Linked DNA regions of Mus musculus: all the other regions are linked to region 1. Evidence: chromatin contacts called from public HiCAR-type and capture Hi-C data. All regions are on one chromosome and are shown on one strand. The core of a region is the stretch at or near the end of the contact, and the rest is flanking DNA. Distances in the headings are between cores, read along the strand shown.

Evidence for each region. HiCAR-type assays count read pairs that join an accessible place to other places. Capture Hi-C pulls out chosen DNA fragments and counts their contacts.
Region 2: a HiCAR-type map of astrocytes shows a contact between it and region 1, with 2.6 times the contacts expected there. The contact joins the enhancer-like site here to the promoter of Eppin in region 1. A contact is called at or near these places in 5 of 39 promoter capture datasets (the C10 cell line, cranial neural crest, embryonic stem cells and 1 more) and 2 of 115 datasets of contacts at active chromatin or transcription factors (astrocytes and pancreatic cancer cells).
Region 3: a capture Hi-C map of macrophages shows a contact between it and region 1, with 4 times the contacts expected there. The contact joins the promoter of Wfdc12 here to the promoter of Eppin in region 1. A contact is called at or near these places in 8 of 39 promoter capture datasets (the 3T3-L1 cell line, the C10 cell line, embryonic stem cells and 4 more) and 1 of 9 other capture datasets (macrophages).

What each region holds. Positions count from the first base shown.
Region 1 is chr2:164,590,481-164,595,622 of GRCm38.p6, forward strand. Eppin (epididymal peptidase inhibitor) reads right to left here and starts at 3,091. Exons shown (of 4, transcript NM_029325.2): 1 at 2,946-3,091; 2 at 1,184-1,315. The coding sequence starts at 3,036.
Region 2 is chr2:164,139,273-164,144,414 of GRCm38.p6, forward strand. All of the region lies in intron 10 of Stk4 (serine/threonine kinase 4), which reads left to right. Among named protein-coding and RNA genes, the nearest start is that of Kcns1, 29 kb to the right of the region's middle. Within about 2 kb of position 3,024, at least 64 of the 459 cell types and tissues checked have an H3K27ac peak or open chromatin away from gene starts, as enhancers often do. A contact at or near this core is called in astrocytes, where this site is marked.
Region 3 is chr2:164,188,520-164,193,661 of GRCm38.p6, forward strand. Wfdc12 (WAP four-disulfide core domain 12) reads right to left here and starts at 2,039. Exons shown (of 3, transcript NM_138684.2): 1 at 1,919-2,039; 2 at 1,617-1,767; 3 at 712-1,164. The coding sequence starts at 2,000. The coding sequence ends at 1,140. A730032A03Rik (a long non-coding RNA gene) reads left to right here. Exons shown (of 4, transcript XR_003954086.1): 3 at 1,643-1,793.

The sequences.
Region 1 (5,142 bases), core at 1,841-4,340:
CCCGTGGTCCTTAGGATTAAGACAAGAGTCCTTCTTCTAGCCCATCAATCTGGGACTGTGTGGTCCTAAGCTGCCAAGGGCCTCTTCCAATAATGACAAGCATCATGCTCTCTCTCTGTCTCCCTGGACTCCCCCCTGAGGTCTCTTTGAGTCATTTTCTTGCTGGGTGAGCCTTTTCATCCTCACTTTTACCTTTGACTGTGAACTCAACTCTTAAGTTTAGTTGCCTAGAGACCTTTCTCATTGGCTCTGACCTCAGAGAACAAGTCAGGTGCTATTACAGGGACTTTGGTTTGGATATGGTTAAAGTGTGTCCCACTCAAGGCTCATGATTTGGAGTCCTGGTCCACAAGGTTGTAGTACCTTCAAGAGGTGAGCTCTGTTGGGAGACTCCTAGATCACCTGGAACATGTCCTCCAAAGGGACTGTAGGACCCCAGCTCCTCTTGGCTTCTGTTGATCATGTGACCTCTTCCTCCCACCTACCTATCATCATCCTCTGGGGTCCATGCCGGTGTCTACTCATCATATTTAGTCCCAGACTCAAAACCTCGTCTATATAAACCTTTTTCTTTATAATTAACCTGTCTAATATATTTTGCTAGAGCAAAGTGAACTAAGAAAAGAAGTGGGTATCAGAAACGCTCAGCAAATCTTTCTAAACGAATGGAGAATGTCTTTTGGCCTTTTGGGAATCCAGAGGGGGCAGGAATAGGGTTGAGGTTGCAGCTCTGGTTTGGAATGTTAGGGCAGGTTTCCTAGTACAGAGTCGAGTTCATATGGGCAGAGAGGCAATTGCTGAGCCACCAGAAGCCTGGGAGGATAAATCACCTCGCTTGTCACCGATAATGGGAGCATTTGTTAGCACAACAATGGCCACTTGTGGGACTCAGAAAATCGTGGCAGTGAAAAAGTCAAGAAACAGTCTGACTCAATCCTACCCATGCACCCAACATTTATTTGGGGGAAACTGAGGCTCATAATTAGCTGCTGGGATAAGAACATCACTGCCACAACCTCACCAGAATCTGTAATGGATCTATCCCACAGGACCCCGAAGGCAGCAATCTTACCCAGCACCCACCCCCACCCCCAGTGACCCATGGGGCACTGGCAGCCCAGGTGGGCAGAAGAGGAGGCATGGTAAAAGGCTTGTGGTATTCCAAAGCCCTTGGTATTATTACCTTGTTGGGGGTTTAAGCATTTCTTTCCACAGTTGAAGACACAGCACTTCTCTTTCTTCGGGCAGTCCCTGTCCCTGGTACAAAGGTCCCTCTCTTGGTGTTCACACTCCTCTCTGAATCTGGGGCATCTCCCTAGGAAAGAAACAGTCCTTCAGCCTCTGGGCCTTCGGATTTGAGAGTGCAGGGAAGCTCATGTTCAAATTTGCTCACGGTGAAGGAAGCCTTTTCTTTGCTCCCGTTTCCATCACTACCCACTCTAACCTCTTCAACACTCCTCCATACCTTCTTCCCTCCATCCCTGCTACCCCCCAGCTGCTGGGGCAGAACTTTTCAACACTGGTGACAATCACCTGTTGGCCATGGGAGCTGCCCTGTGCTTTGTGGAACCTTTAACAGCCACCTTGGCCTCATGTACTAGACATCCTGGGCACTCCATCCATCTCCTAACAATCCAGACACTCTCCAGACCCTGGGAATGCCTCCTTGGGAGTAGACCCTTTCCACTACAGCCTCTGTTTCCTTTGTTCTAGCTATTCAGTTATGTCGTGTTGCTGTTTTCCTCTAGAGGGCAACATTGCACAGTGATTCCTCCCCCACCTGCAGCTGGGTTTTGGAATCCTAACTCTGCCGGGAGTGTGTGTGTTGTGGAGGAGAAACAGGATCCTAAATACATTGTATACAATTTTCAACGGGTTAATACAGGTGTTATCGTAGAAAAATCTTTAGTTGGTTGAATGCTGGTAGCCTTGTGATGGTGGGCACATTCTTTAAATTCTGTGTCTTCTAGTTTCAAAGAGGGAAGTTTACGGACAAAGAGCTATATACAACTAAGGGGTGCTAAGTTCAGGAGAAATAGTCTTTCCCAGGGAAGACCCCCCTAATTTAATTGCTTATCCAATACCAAATGGTCAGCCCTGAAATCATATACATACAGAAAATAATAAACAGACACAGCAGGCTGTATTTATTTAGGCTCTCTCTCTCTCTCTCTCTCTCTCTCTCTCACACACACACACACACACACACACACACACACAGATAACAGCAACAATTAAAGAAAAAGAGGCCGTAGTTTCAGACGGAGTGGGAGCAGGTATGTAAAAGGAATTGGAAGGAAGAAAAGGAAGGGGAAAATTATATTTTAATGTTTAAAATTCCAAAATTTTAAATTAAAAGAATAAAACAGGAGTGTTGATAGGACTTCCTCTCGTAGAGTTCTTGTGAGGATTAAATGAGATAGTGAACACAAGCAAATGTTAGCTAATACCTGCAGAGCGGTCACCGTGGGGGGAAGCTTTACTCTGTCCTGTTTCTTCACCACAAAGCTGTAGGGCCAAAATTCGTTTAAAATGAAGAAATCAAGTTCCAGAGAGGACACGTGGAAATTAAATATTTTGCTCAAGATCACCAGGCTACCAACTCTGTACAACCCACCAACTCTGACCCCAGAGCCCCCAGACAAATATGTCTGTCTACTTCTTTAAGAGGTGAAAGGTCTTCCCATTAATGTTGGAACCATAACCCTTCCTCACCTCCCCTTTTTAAAGGGACTTTGAAGGTGTTTCCCCAGACCCCTGTCCCTGTATCAACACAGAGGTCGTTGTAACACTAAGAGACCTTATAAGTATCTCTCTCCTCTCCTGAGCCACACCCAGGAAGGAGCTGTAGAAAGGTGACCCACACCTGAGGAATTGTTCTTTGTCTCTTCCTTCCAGTAAACTTCCCTTTCTCCCAGACAACACTAGAAAAAAACAGTACTTACTGGGAAACAGCAAGTCAGCTAGACTAGGTCCCTGGACTCTTGCAAGCAGGCCAAATAGCACAAGAATGCTCACAAATCCAGAAAGCTTCATTCTGGCGAGGGGCTGGCCTGGCTGGTAGTTCTAGAACATGGAAATGTCTGCTGCCTTCGCCCATCCGATTCTCTCAGTAGGCTGTACCTTGGCTGTAAGAGCTGGAGAAAAGCCAGTCACCTACTATCTTGCTGGGAACACCAAGTTCTCGAGATCATAAGTGGAGCTAATGACATTCACAGCCCACATCTATGGAGAAAGCCTTTCTGCTTGGACTGCATAGGGCTAGCATTCTGGTCAACCAGGGTAGTGCCCAAAGTGTACTCTACACCATCCATGCTGCACTGAGGGTCAATGCTGTCCTCTTGGGCCTTCATCTTGATAACTCAAAGTTAATGTGGCATGCCCTCTTTACCATTAATTTACCACTTTTAAAACACTCACTCCGTTAAGCACACTCTCTATTGTCTTAATATCTCTTCATGTTTATTCCCATGGTAGGTCCAAGGTCTCTGTGTTCCCTTCTCCCTCTCCCACAGTTTCTTCCCACCGTTTTCCCATTTATCATCTCTCAGGGACACTTTTTTTTTTAAATGAAGGCCAAAGAGTAAAGAGTTGCCAAAGAGAGCACAGGACTGGGGAGAAACCAGGTGGATAACAGAGTCTTTAGATAGCATTTGTCACAGTGTTGTTGAATGTTGCAGAGCGCAGGGAGCCTCCACCACATGACAGAGTGTTGCCTGAGAAGACACTGAAATAAAGACACGGGTCTGAGAGACTACAGCTGAATCAAGGACAACACTGTAGAGCTGCTGGATACTAAGTGTGCTGTCAGAAGAAGGGTGCACACGTGAGCAGCCCCCTCCTAGTTGTGCATCTCCAGTACCAGCTGCTGAACACTGGGCTAGAAGGCAGAGAAGCTCTCTGCGAAAGGGAAAATATTAACAGCCAGATTCTACTTTCTTTCCCTGTGCTGGTAACATATTGTGCAGGTCATTGTTCTCAACTTGTTTTATGTGATAGCTAAGCACACAGCCTCATCATCGGGATCAGAGGCAGAACCCCCATGGAAATCCCATATCAGCAGATTTGCAATGTCACTTAAGGATTATTTCTCAAAAATGCTAAAATGATTTTGCTGGGGATTAAGCCCAGATCTGCATAGGCTGGGAGACACTCTCCCATGGACCTACAGCTCAGGTCTTAGAAATAGAATTTCTACTAGACAACCTGATCTTCTTGGACTTCTGTATTCTCTCAAAGACAGCCAGCAGGCGAAAACTTGGTGTTTCTAATCTGAAAGACCCTGGGGTATTTTATCTTGCAGCAGGATTATGTGACCCAGAGCAGAAAGGATTCTAACAAGTATCACCCAGCCAGTGAATGTGCGAGACAGGATTCCAGGGCACCGAGTCTGTGAGTCTCCACCTCAGGCCACTGGCTGGTGATGAGGATCTAATTTATTGTAGACTTGAAGGAAAGAATTGTAACCCTAGTCCGAAGGGAAACAAAAGTAGCCCATGTCAGTAGAGACAGGCTGAAGGACTACGGTTAAAACACTTCCTGATGACCCCTGAAGGCTAAATCTGCCTTCTTCCTTAAACTCTCTCAGGGGATAAAAAAGATGCTAACATGTCCAGGTTATTTTACCACATTCTATTTGACCTGTCTGAGTTGCATGTCAGTACACGTGCATGTCATTTTCCAAGCAGCTGACATGAAATGCATGTCTTTGGGGCCTAGGATGTATCTTGGGTTTGGACTCCTTCTAACACTTAATTCATGGAACAAACTGGTTAGGACACACTCAGCCGGTCCTTGCCTTCCTTTTCTTCTTTCTTTTACAGAAGGTCGTAGCCTTCGTATACCTTCGTTCTAGGAGAAATCTGCTCAGAATGAGTGACTTAGGAAGAACCAGAACACACTGACCTGTAGGTGGCAACTCATGCTTCTCCATCAGACCAGGCCCTGTTGTGTGGATGGCTCCCAGCATTGCTCCTAGTGCATCTGACTGCATTGCTAACTTGGACATCTGCTCTCCCAGACAGGCTCTGAGAGCCATCCAGCAGGTCACTGTCTAGCAACTGGTCCTTAAAGCAGGACAGGGTTAAGATAAACTCTCAGTCTATCTCTCTGTTTGAGCAAGGCAGGTAGGATGACTGGGAG
Region 2 (5,142 bases), core at 1,774-4,273, 450 kb before region 1:
TTGTTTTGCTTTTTGTTTTTCGTTTTTTCGAGACGGTTTCTCTGTATAGCCCTGGCTGTCCTGGAACTCACTTTGTAGACCAGGCTGGCTTCGAACTCAGAAATCCTCCTGTCTCTGCCTCCCTAGTGATAGAATTAAAGTTGTGCACCCCACACCCGGCTCCTCTTTGCAGTTTTAAAAGCTTTATTTACATATAGTATCTAACTATTCAGACATTTTAAATTTCTGTATTTTGATTTATTAACTTCAGTTTGTAGAATGCCATCTCATTTACAAAAATATTTTATATCCTAAGACTATAAAAATATTAATCTCTGCTTTGTTTTATTTTTTTTCTTCCAATATGTAATCCATTTGCAATTTGTCTTGGTGTAAATTGTAAGGTAGCCACCCAGATTCAAATCTTTCTTAGCTTCTTTTGCTGACAGCTAAGGATTTTCAGAATGAGTGGTTAATTTAGAGGTATCTGCATCTAAATGTGGCTTGTTTCTACAGAGAGAAAGTTTCTACTTGAGACTTGGAGTTTCAGTATTCCTGTCTTAAAAAGCCTCCAAAAGAACTGTGAAACACATATTGATTTTGGCCTTGACTTCAGTGCATCTCAAACGGGCTGATTCTACAGAACTTGATTCAAAGCATTTCTTCTATGTCTTGATGCCTTTCTGCCAAGCAAAATTGATCATTTCTGACCAGAAGGCTCTGAGCTGAAGGAAAGTGAGGAGGCTCTCGGCTGCTGCAGGCACACTTTGGCTGTGCGTGTGGGGCTTTTAATTTTTCTCTTAAGCTCTCCTAGTCACTGTGCTGCTTGTCCCGTTGTCAGGGACCATTTGGAGGGCACATTTGGTACAGTTGCCTAGTCCTGGAGCTCGTAACCGGGTCTGTAGATGTCTGTTTCCTTGGCACTCTGATGAGTAGATACCCGGGGTCTTCCCTGTCAGTTGATTCTTGTCTTTTCTTGTATCGCGACATCTGCTGTGGTTGAGTCTGTGGTGCTGATGTGCTTTCACCAGCAATGCCTGGTCTGGTTTGTTGTTCGGTAAGAAGTATGTTTAGTTCCAGTCTGACAACTTCCCTGAGTGTCTAGGACAGTAGTTCTCAACCTGTGAGTCACGCCCTCTGTAGGGGAAGGGAGTGTCACACATCCGATATCCTGCATACCAGATATTTACATTACAATGTTGTAACAGTAGCAAAATTATAGTTAGGCAGCAGCAACCAAATAATGTTATGGTTGGGGTCACCGCAGCATGAGGAGCTGTGGTAAAGGGCCACAGCATTGGGAAGGTTGAGGACCACTGCTCTAGACTTTTGCAGATTTGCCCCTTGTACCCAGACTCCTGAGTTATAGCACCATTCAAAATCAGTTTTACCAGTAAAGGAACTGTGTTGTACCAGTGAGGTCAAAGGGTCAGTACATGCAGTAGAGAGAGCCATGGGAGTCTCTCTGTCAGCCTTTGCATCCATTTCACCACCAGATTTCCTTATCTGCTGAACAGACTAGAAAGACGGCTGAGTGGATGGGAACTCTTCTGACCCAGGGTTGATCGCCAGCACTCACATCAGGCAGCTCACAACTACCCTCCACACCCACACCCACCCTCACCCCCACACCAACCCCCACCCCATATTACACTTTTCTGAAGGAGTTGGTGAGTACAACGTGATGAAATGTGTATAAAATATATAGGTGCCCCTGCCTATATTAAGCATTTAATAAATGTTATTTTCTTTCTTGGTTTCCGGTGTTGCTTTGGTCTTCTTGGGGATTATACAGCCTCTACTCCAGCTGTAGAAAGAATGCTTTATGCGCATTTCAGAAAGTTTAGAGATTCTAGAAAAACTTAAAGATGTCTTGCTATTTATCACTCTCAAGCAACAATTTCTTTATTTTGATGTGCTTCCGTCCAGTTTTCTATGCTTATATGTAAGTTTCAGTCTTACACAGCTGAAATCTTTCTGCCTATAGTTTTAATTTTGTCATCTAACATAGCCTGTTTCATTGTATATTTAAAAATCTTTGCAGAACCATCTTTAGTAAATTACTGGTTTTAGTTATGTACGTGGATGTGTGAGCGTGAGTACAGGTACCAGCGGAGGCCAGTGATGTTGATTGGGTCTCCCTGGAACTGGAGTTCCTGACACATGGGGGCCACCTGCTGTGGGTGCTTGGAGCTGAGCTCAGCTCCTCTGGAAGAACAGTACTGCTGAGCCTCTGCCAGCCCCGTAGTCAGGCCTTTTTAAAAATATTTTTTGAGATAAAGTTTAGCAGTATAGCCTAGGCTATACTTCAAAATTCATGGTCTTCCTGCCTCAACTTCCCTTTTATTGTTGTTGTTATAGGTAGCTACCACCATTCCTGGCTTAAAATACTTGCTTATGGTCATATAATAGCCATTGCAGTGTATAATTTAGTTGACCTAATCAGTCAGTGTATTTGGCCTTTTGGGTTAGTTGAGATTATTCCAATTTATCAAGCCAGGAATCCTTGACTACCAGAGAGCTGCCTCGGGTTGAGTCTTTGTACTTTCATTTGTAGGACACCTCCTCCCTCAGCTAAGTATGTGAAGTAGCCAGGGTATCCTTCCCGCCAGCTCTCTGGTCGTCTGGTGTTTATTTAGGTTTCAATCTTTTTGGAGAGGTTTCTTCTCCTTACACTCCTGGGCTAGAAGAAAGGTGAAGGAGACTGAGTTGTATTTAGGTCTCTGGCCTGGTGGTGCCAAGTGAATGCCCAGGAGCTGGCCTGGGTAAATGCCACATGCCACTGTGTCCTCACTAGGAGGTGGGAAGACTCTTCTAAATGTGTCCTCACAGGACACACTGTTTTGTTTCAACTTCTTGTCTGTTTTCTGTAGAGCCAGTTTTAAAGTACGCTGAGACTGGGCTCACTTGTACCGTGGAATCTAGTGAGATCTTGTGCTCCTTACTTTCAGAAACGTGGCCAGAAATAGCAATCCGAAAGACACGCGTCAGGCTCGCCAGGGAAAGCTGCTGTGCAGATACACTGAGAATCTGCACGGCCAGTGAATGGCGTCTTTGTCTCAGAACCCACAGCCGCCTGCTTCTGCTGTGATTGCAGTATCAGATCTGAGCTCAGCTTATAGCAGTTACTGAGGTGGCATTGAAAACAAAACTTAAATGCTGTGGTTTGTGTCCCCAAGGGTCACTTGAAACACACAACAAAAATAAAACAAAACATACACTAAACAGAAAGCACAAAACAACATTGCTCCAGCTTGAGGCTGTTTTCATTTGCTCTGCTGGGGTCTGAGACTGCCTGATCCAAGACTGCCTGGCTCCTTTCATTCTCTGATGTTAAAGGATAGTTTTAATCTCAAACACTTAGTCAGCTAGATATCTGAGTCCAGACTAGCTCCGAAATAGATCCTAAGAACTGCAGACAAGTCTGCAGGGTGGGTCCTACAAGGCCCTCTGAAGGCCACTTTGCTGTCTCCCTGTGGCAACCAAGGCTGGCAGCTCACGCATACTCTTATAGTCCAACCGAGGCTGGAAGCTCACGCGTACTCCTATATTCCAATGCTGCTCAGAACAAGCCTGTTGTTGGTTCTCCTGAGGTGGTGAGAGTTAAGTCCGTCCCAAGAGACTCTGGGTTCTGATTTCATTGAAACTGCAGACTTAACCAGAAGCAGATCTGGTTTTAGTCTTCGCTGATGCTTGCTGATTGTAACCTTGAAAACGAGGATTAATTATGTGACTCCTGACACCTCAGATTCCCTATCTATAGTCACATTACACGTTAGCTGTAAGTGATGATCGAATGAAAGGAACATGTGTGCAGAAGTGTGCTACATGCCAGCCATGTTGACAGCCGATGGATGTTAAGGTGGCTCCTGTTATACTGTACAGCAGCTGGCTGCCCAGCTATGATCCTAGCACTTTGGGAGACTGAAGAAGGGGAGGGGTCCTGAAAGTTGGAGGCTGGCCTTGGCTACCTAGTAAGACCTCGTCTTAAAAGAATTACCATATAGCTAGATCCTTGAATCTTGCCTCCTCATCAAGTAATGCTGGTTCCTACTTGCAGTTTAGATGCTTTCTCTTTTGTGTGCCTTGGTCTTGTATGTATGTAGGTCTGCTCTGGTCATTTTGCTTGATTTGCTGAGAATCACAGCATTAGCACCGTGGCAAGAGCTGGGGCCCATGGTGGCTCTTGACTTCTTTCATGGTCAATCCTTAGTCATATTGCCAGTACTGGCAGTTAGGGGTTAACGTTTCCAGCGTGCAGAGAAAACACCTTGCTGTGTGATGCCCTGTCTGTCTGTCTGTCCTGGCCGTGTCAGTAACTCTCGTTTGAGGACATTATAAAGTCTAGCTCATCAGCTCTGTCAGTGTTCTCAGACTTCCAGTCCGTATTCTTGTTTCATTCTGGGTGAATTGGGTTTTGCCCCTGTGAAATGTTGGTTTTGTCTTAAGTCTTTAATGCATTGGCATTAGTTCTGGGCTTTCAGCTCCATGGTAGAACCTTCACCGAGCCTGTACAAGGCTCTCCACTCAGGCCTGGCAACTGCAGAAATAATATAGACAACCATAGAGTCGCTCTTTCCTTTTTAGTACACACATGTAAGGCTGTAAATGCCCTTACATTACCTTACAACTGGCAATTTTTGATATGTAGGTATTTGTCTTGTAAAGTCAGGTTTATTGAGTTTTAATTTACATAATATAAAATTTGCTTCCATTATGTACAAGGTTGATGAGCTTTGACTGATATGTACAGTTTTATAAATAACCATAATTAAGTCACCCTGAAGTTTCCCATGACCTGGCTTTTGTCTGTGAATGTGCCGTTTCTAAGGTATATGAATAGAATCATTTAGGTCCAATTAAACCGTTTCTTCTTCTCCACAGAAGAAACGCTAAGTCATAGGCAGTGACAAATGCACACGTGCAGTCTGCAGTCAGACCACTTACAAGAGGGCATATGAACATGGAGTGTGGAGCCTCAGGTTACCAAGGACACGGTCACAGATCACAGGGCGCAGTGCAAGCTGGGTTTTGTTTGGTTTGTTTTTCCTTTTCACTAGTTTTCTGCAAGCAGTTTTTATCCATTGTGTGTAAAGTTGGACCTGACTTTGTCTAAAGTTGCCTTTCAGACCATGTTTATTAAAAATGCATGTTTTTCAAAAA
Region 3 (5,142 bases), core at 789-3,288, 400 kb before region 1:
TGTAGTTATATATGAACGATGTTGATCAGGATGGACATCCTTGCCTTGTGAACACTTGGTGTTTGCAGAAAAGCAGGCATATATATGCATTGTATTCTATATGCAATATGTAAGAAATTACACACACACACACACATGCGTGCACACACACGCACATATTTTATATATTCTCTAGTACTTTAATACACAAACAAAATGTATTTAGATCATCTCTCTCATTTCTCCCTCCAAGTCCCCCTGATTCCTCTCCACACTTCCCTCTCAATCCCAATTCCTCTCTCTCTTAAAAATAACCCACTGAATCTAATTAGTGTGCCCATACACCCGTGGGTGTGCAGTACCATCCACTGGGGCACTGGCACCCCACCACGGGCCACACCACTGAGGAACGATGACTCTGCCCCCTCTAGTGGCCGTCAACAGACATGGCTCCTCTACTAAGGGTGACTAGACTGATCTGTGCAGGTCTTGTGCTGGCTACAACAGTTGCTGTGAATTTATGAGTACAGCGGCCCTGTCATGCACAGAAGACATTATCTGTGCCAATCTTCCAGGCTTTTCCTAGATGTTCTCTGAGCTTGGTGGTGGTGGTGGTTGCTGTGTGATACAGGTGTCTCACTTAGGGATAAATAATTCACAACTCCAGAGTCACTTTGTTTTACCTTTGGCCAGCTGTAAAGGCATATCTTTTTTTAAAAAAATCGTATTATGGACAATTTTATCCTATTTATTCAGATTTGTAAAAAATGTCATATAATAAAGTTTAATAGTTTTTCCAAAAAAATGTATATTTCCAGAATTATTCATGCATGTATATGTACATACATATACATACACACACAAACACACAAACAAACATACACACACACACACACACATACACACACACATAATATTGAACAAGGATTTTTTTTTAAACTATTAAGTTGTATTAGTCTATTTGGACCACTGTAACAAATTACCATAGACTGAATGGCCTATAAACAACATTTATTTCTCAGAGTTCTGGAGGTTGGGGAGTCCAAGATCAAGGTGCCCAGAGATCCAGTATCTGGAAAGGCCTGGTTTCTGGTCTTTGTATCTTCTTGCTGTGTCCTTCCACGGTGGAAGCAGTCCTCTGAGGCCATTTTTATGAGATATCACACCTTACTCTGAGGGATCTGTCTACAAAAGAGGAGGAGAACCCGCTGAAGAGGGATGCTCACACTGGGGACAGGCTGGATGGATAGGCTGTTCCTTCTTTTGCACACAAGGACTCGGAGACCAGGTTGCCCACGGGCTGCCCGTTTCTCCCATACTTTAAGCCTGTGGACCCCCGGGGCAGGTGCTAGGTGACAGCAAGTTTAGAGGAGGAAAGGACAGAGTGGGACTTGTGTGAGCAGTCCTGGGAGGAGGGAAAGCCCAGGGGCTTTCACCTGATTCTGCTTGGTTGACATCCCTGTCACGCCTTCCCCTTTGTACAAAGGAGACGGTCAAGGCCTCTGGTCTCTGAGATCCCATAAGCTCACCCCAGTCTCTCTGCCCCTTGACTCCAAGAATCGCTCGCTCTTCCATGCTTCCAGGAGACAGAGACTGGGGAGGTGGGAGGGCCGCGCACAGCACTGGGAGCTACTTACTCTTCACTGTTGTCTTTCACCGGCAGCACGCATTTGAAGCCACATTGCCAGAAGCAGCATATCTCCTGATCTCCACAGTCATTGTCACTGTAACACTGGGGATCATCTTGCCTGATGCAGCGGACGTAGTCGGGCGGGCAAACTCTTTTCTCTTTATTTGGTGGAAGAAGGCACAAGGTGAGTGGTGGGGGTAAGGGGTGGGGTGGTATCGGCAGGGGGGGTGTGTGGGTGGGCACTCCATCCCTTCCTATAATCTGGGAGTTCCCATCCCAGCTCTAGGCAGCTCGCCTGTACCCACTTACCCTCGCCTTTGACTCCACCTCCCGTTACCAGAGTAGAGGAAATAAGGAGCGTCATGAGGACCAAGATACTGTTTGGCCACATGTTGCTGTGAGGCTGAGACTGAGGCTGGTGCTGGTGCTGGTGCCGAGGCTGGTGCTGGTGCTGGTGCCGAGGCTGGTGCTGGTGCTGGTGCTGAGGCTGAGGCTGAGGCTGGCTTTCTACTGTTTCTGCTGGGCGTGGCAATGGGCAGGGCTGAAGGTTTGCTGATGACAGGGGAAGCCTGTGCTTTCCAAGCCCTGTCAGAAATGGCCACCATTTTGAGGGAGGGACTTGGGGTCCTTCCAAGATTTCCTAACTGTGAGATCCTCTGTTTGCACAAGAAGTCTCTGCACAAAGGGCACCCTAGGACACACAGCCTGGCGGCACGTGGCAGGACCCATTTTCTTCAAATCTGATGTTCACTATTGAGCCCTCTTTCGGGGTGGCCCGCCCTAGACAGAGGTCTTACTTCTTCCTGTCATATCTGAACTGGTCCTCAGCTTTTTCCTCACCCCAAGGAGGGCTCTGTCACTATGTGCTCCAAACCACGCCACCCCGTTACTTTAATGTTTTTAAAGCCTATTTTTAATGATGGTTCTTAAACACTTTAACTTCCTTTCTAGCCCACTGCCCACCAGAAGTAGTGGAAAAGAAAGGATACGGGGGAAGTGGACCTGTTTAGAAAGGGTTCTTGGGAGCAACTCCTATCTGCACCGTCAGGAAATCAGCAGTTCAGTGCACAGGAGTCAGCAGCGGCTCGATCCACTCCCAAACACTTCATGGCTACACCAGCCATCCAGTTCGGTAGAATCAGGATAGCTAACACGAATCAGCAGCAGTGTGACTACCTAGCAGAGACAGGCAGGCTTCGGCCTCGGCACAAGTCAGCAGGAGGGACGAGGAGGAACGCCAGGAGAAGTTCCAATCAGCCAAGCAAAGGTTAGCAAAGATCAGCAAAGATGCAAGACCACCAAGCATTTAGCTATGTAAGCAAGCCAAACTCCCTCCCATTGCTGGTCGAGCCTACTTTATACTTCCTCCACACATGTCTCCCCGCAGCACATGAGTCTGTCTAAGCTGGCATCAAGCTGCCAATTATCCAGAATCTGCAGAAGTGAAAGAAGCTGAAACAAGCCACAGCACACCACCAAAAGTTTTTTGGTGCATTTCTCTCTATGGAAGTCCCAGCAAATGCAGGTCAACTACACAATGTAAGACGGACCAATACCCGTGTTTCATTAGGGAAGAATCCATCACATATCCTTTCACGTGCTTGCTTTAGCAGACCATCCTTTCACTGGTGTCTGCTTCAGCGAAATGTTTCTACATGAGTCTGCCTCCGCTTTTTACCTGTGGCCACTTCAGGAAAACACTTCATGTGTTTGCCCCAGCAAAACACCATCTAACATAACTGACTCTCCAAAGAGCCCTTAAGTTTCCACTTCATCACCCCTACACACCACAGGTGGAAGCAGACCTTGGCCCTGTCACTAGTTGTGTGACCGAAGGCTCTTCCTTCCTAAAACTCACTTTCCTTATTCATAAAATGGATCTGCTGGTTCTATTTCATTCATAGGAGTTATGTTTTATTTCCTGAAGTGCCTCTCCCAACCCACTCAGCTCTTACATCTTGGACTCCGGGTTGCCTCCCTTCAGAGATAGGAATCCCTTATGGACTCTGAGATTGGGGACCTTTCGGGAGGGGAGCCTACAGGCAGAGTGATGCTTATGCGTATGGTGCAAGATAGCTCTACAGATGGAAAAAAGTCCTGCACAAGCCCAGACACTGGGGAGAATAAATTAATAAAATGTTAATGAAAAGAAGAGATGAGAAAAGAGAGTGCTTTTGAGGAAGTCCTTTCCTCTTTCAGCAGTTCCCCAAGGTCAGCCATGGACCTTTTTGCTTAAGCTGGTGTTTTCCTTGAGTTTGCTACCTGGAGTTTTGAGTGAGGTTTGTATTTGAGAATGGGGTGTGCCTACTTCCTGGAGTATAAAAGAGACTGATTTGAAATCAAGTAGAGAGAGGGAGGATCCTTCCATCAGGCTTCCTATTGGGCCATGAATCTTGGCTCCCTAGTCTGTCTGTCCCAGAGATGAACTTGGAGACTTGCTGAGCAAACATGTGAATGCTGGCAGATGCTGACTGCTCCCCACCTCCTTACTCTTACTAATTATGGTGGCTTGAATATGCTTGACCCAGGAAGTGGCACTGTCAGGAGATGTGACCTTGTTGGAGGAAGTATGTCACTGTAGGGGTGAGCTTTGAGAACCTTCTCCTAGCCACCTGGAAGACAAGTCTCTCCTGGCTGCAGATGGATAATATGCAGAACTCTTGGCTCCTCCAGCACCATGTCTGTCTGCATGCCACCATGCTTCCTGCCATGATGATAATGGATGGAACCTCTGAAAGTATAAGCCAGTCCCAATCAAGTTGTCCTTTACAGGAGTTGCCTTGGTCATGGTGTCCTTTCACAGCAGTGGAAACCCTAACTAAGGCACCAACTTTCAAAATATGCAGAAAATATTAAAAACCAGGTCAGTGATACTCATACACACTCATATACCTATATTGGAATGAACAGTTAATAATGGTTTGGGGTATCTAGATCAATGGTTTTTGAGACATTTAAAACCGAACTACAGAAGGTATTTCCTCCAGGCTTAACAGTATATGATATGCAAATCTAATAATGAAAATCCCCAACAGACAAAATGGTGATCATAGCTTAGGAAACTGATGATAAATGCTACATGGGACCAATACTATATATTTGCTTTTCTGTTCCAAAGTATATTTGTACCTAACTTTTGATGCAATTTCTTCAAGACAAACAAACAAACACCAGCCCAACTTTACTATAGAGTAAGCTCTACAGGTGAAAACATGCAAACGATGTTTTTAACCCTCTGAAAACTGCAGCTTTAAGCCTATATTTTATAAAGGTACTTTTTTTGAAGTTGTTTTTGTTTTCTTGAGACAGGGTTTCTCTACAGAGCCCTGGCCATCCCAGGAACTTACTATGTAGACCAGGCTGGCCTTGAACTCAGAGATGCCCCTGCTTCTGCCTCTCAAATGCTGAAATTAAGCAACTCATAATAACTTAATAGAGTATCGCAGAACATCACAGATTAGAACCAACAGGTCACTGCTGTTCTAAGAGGTTGCTCTCGCCTCAAACTTTCTGTTAACCCTTCTTATGTTTTA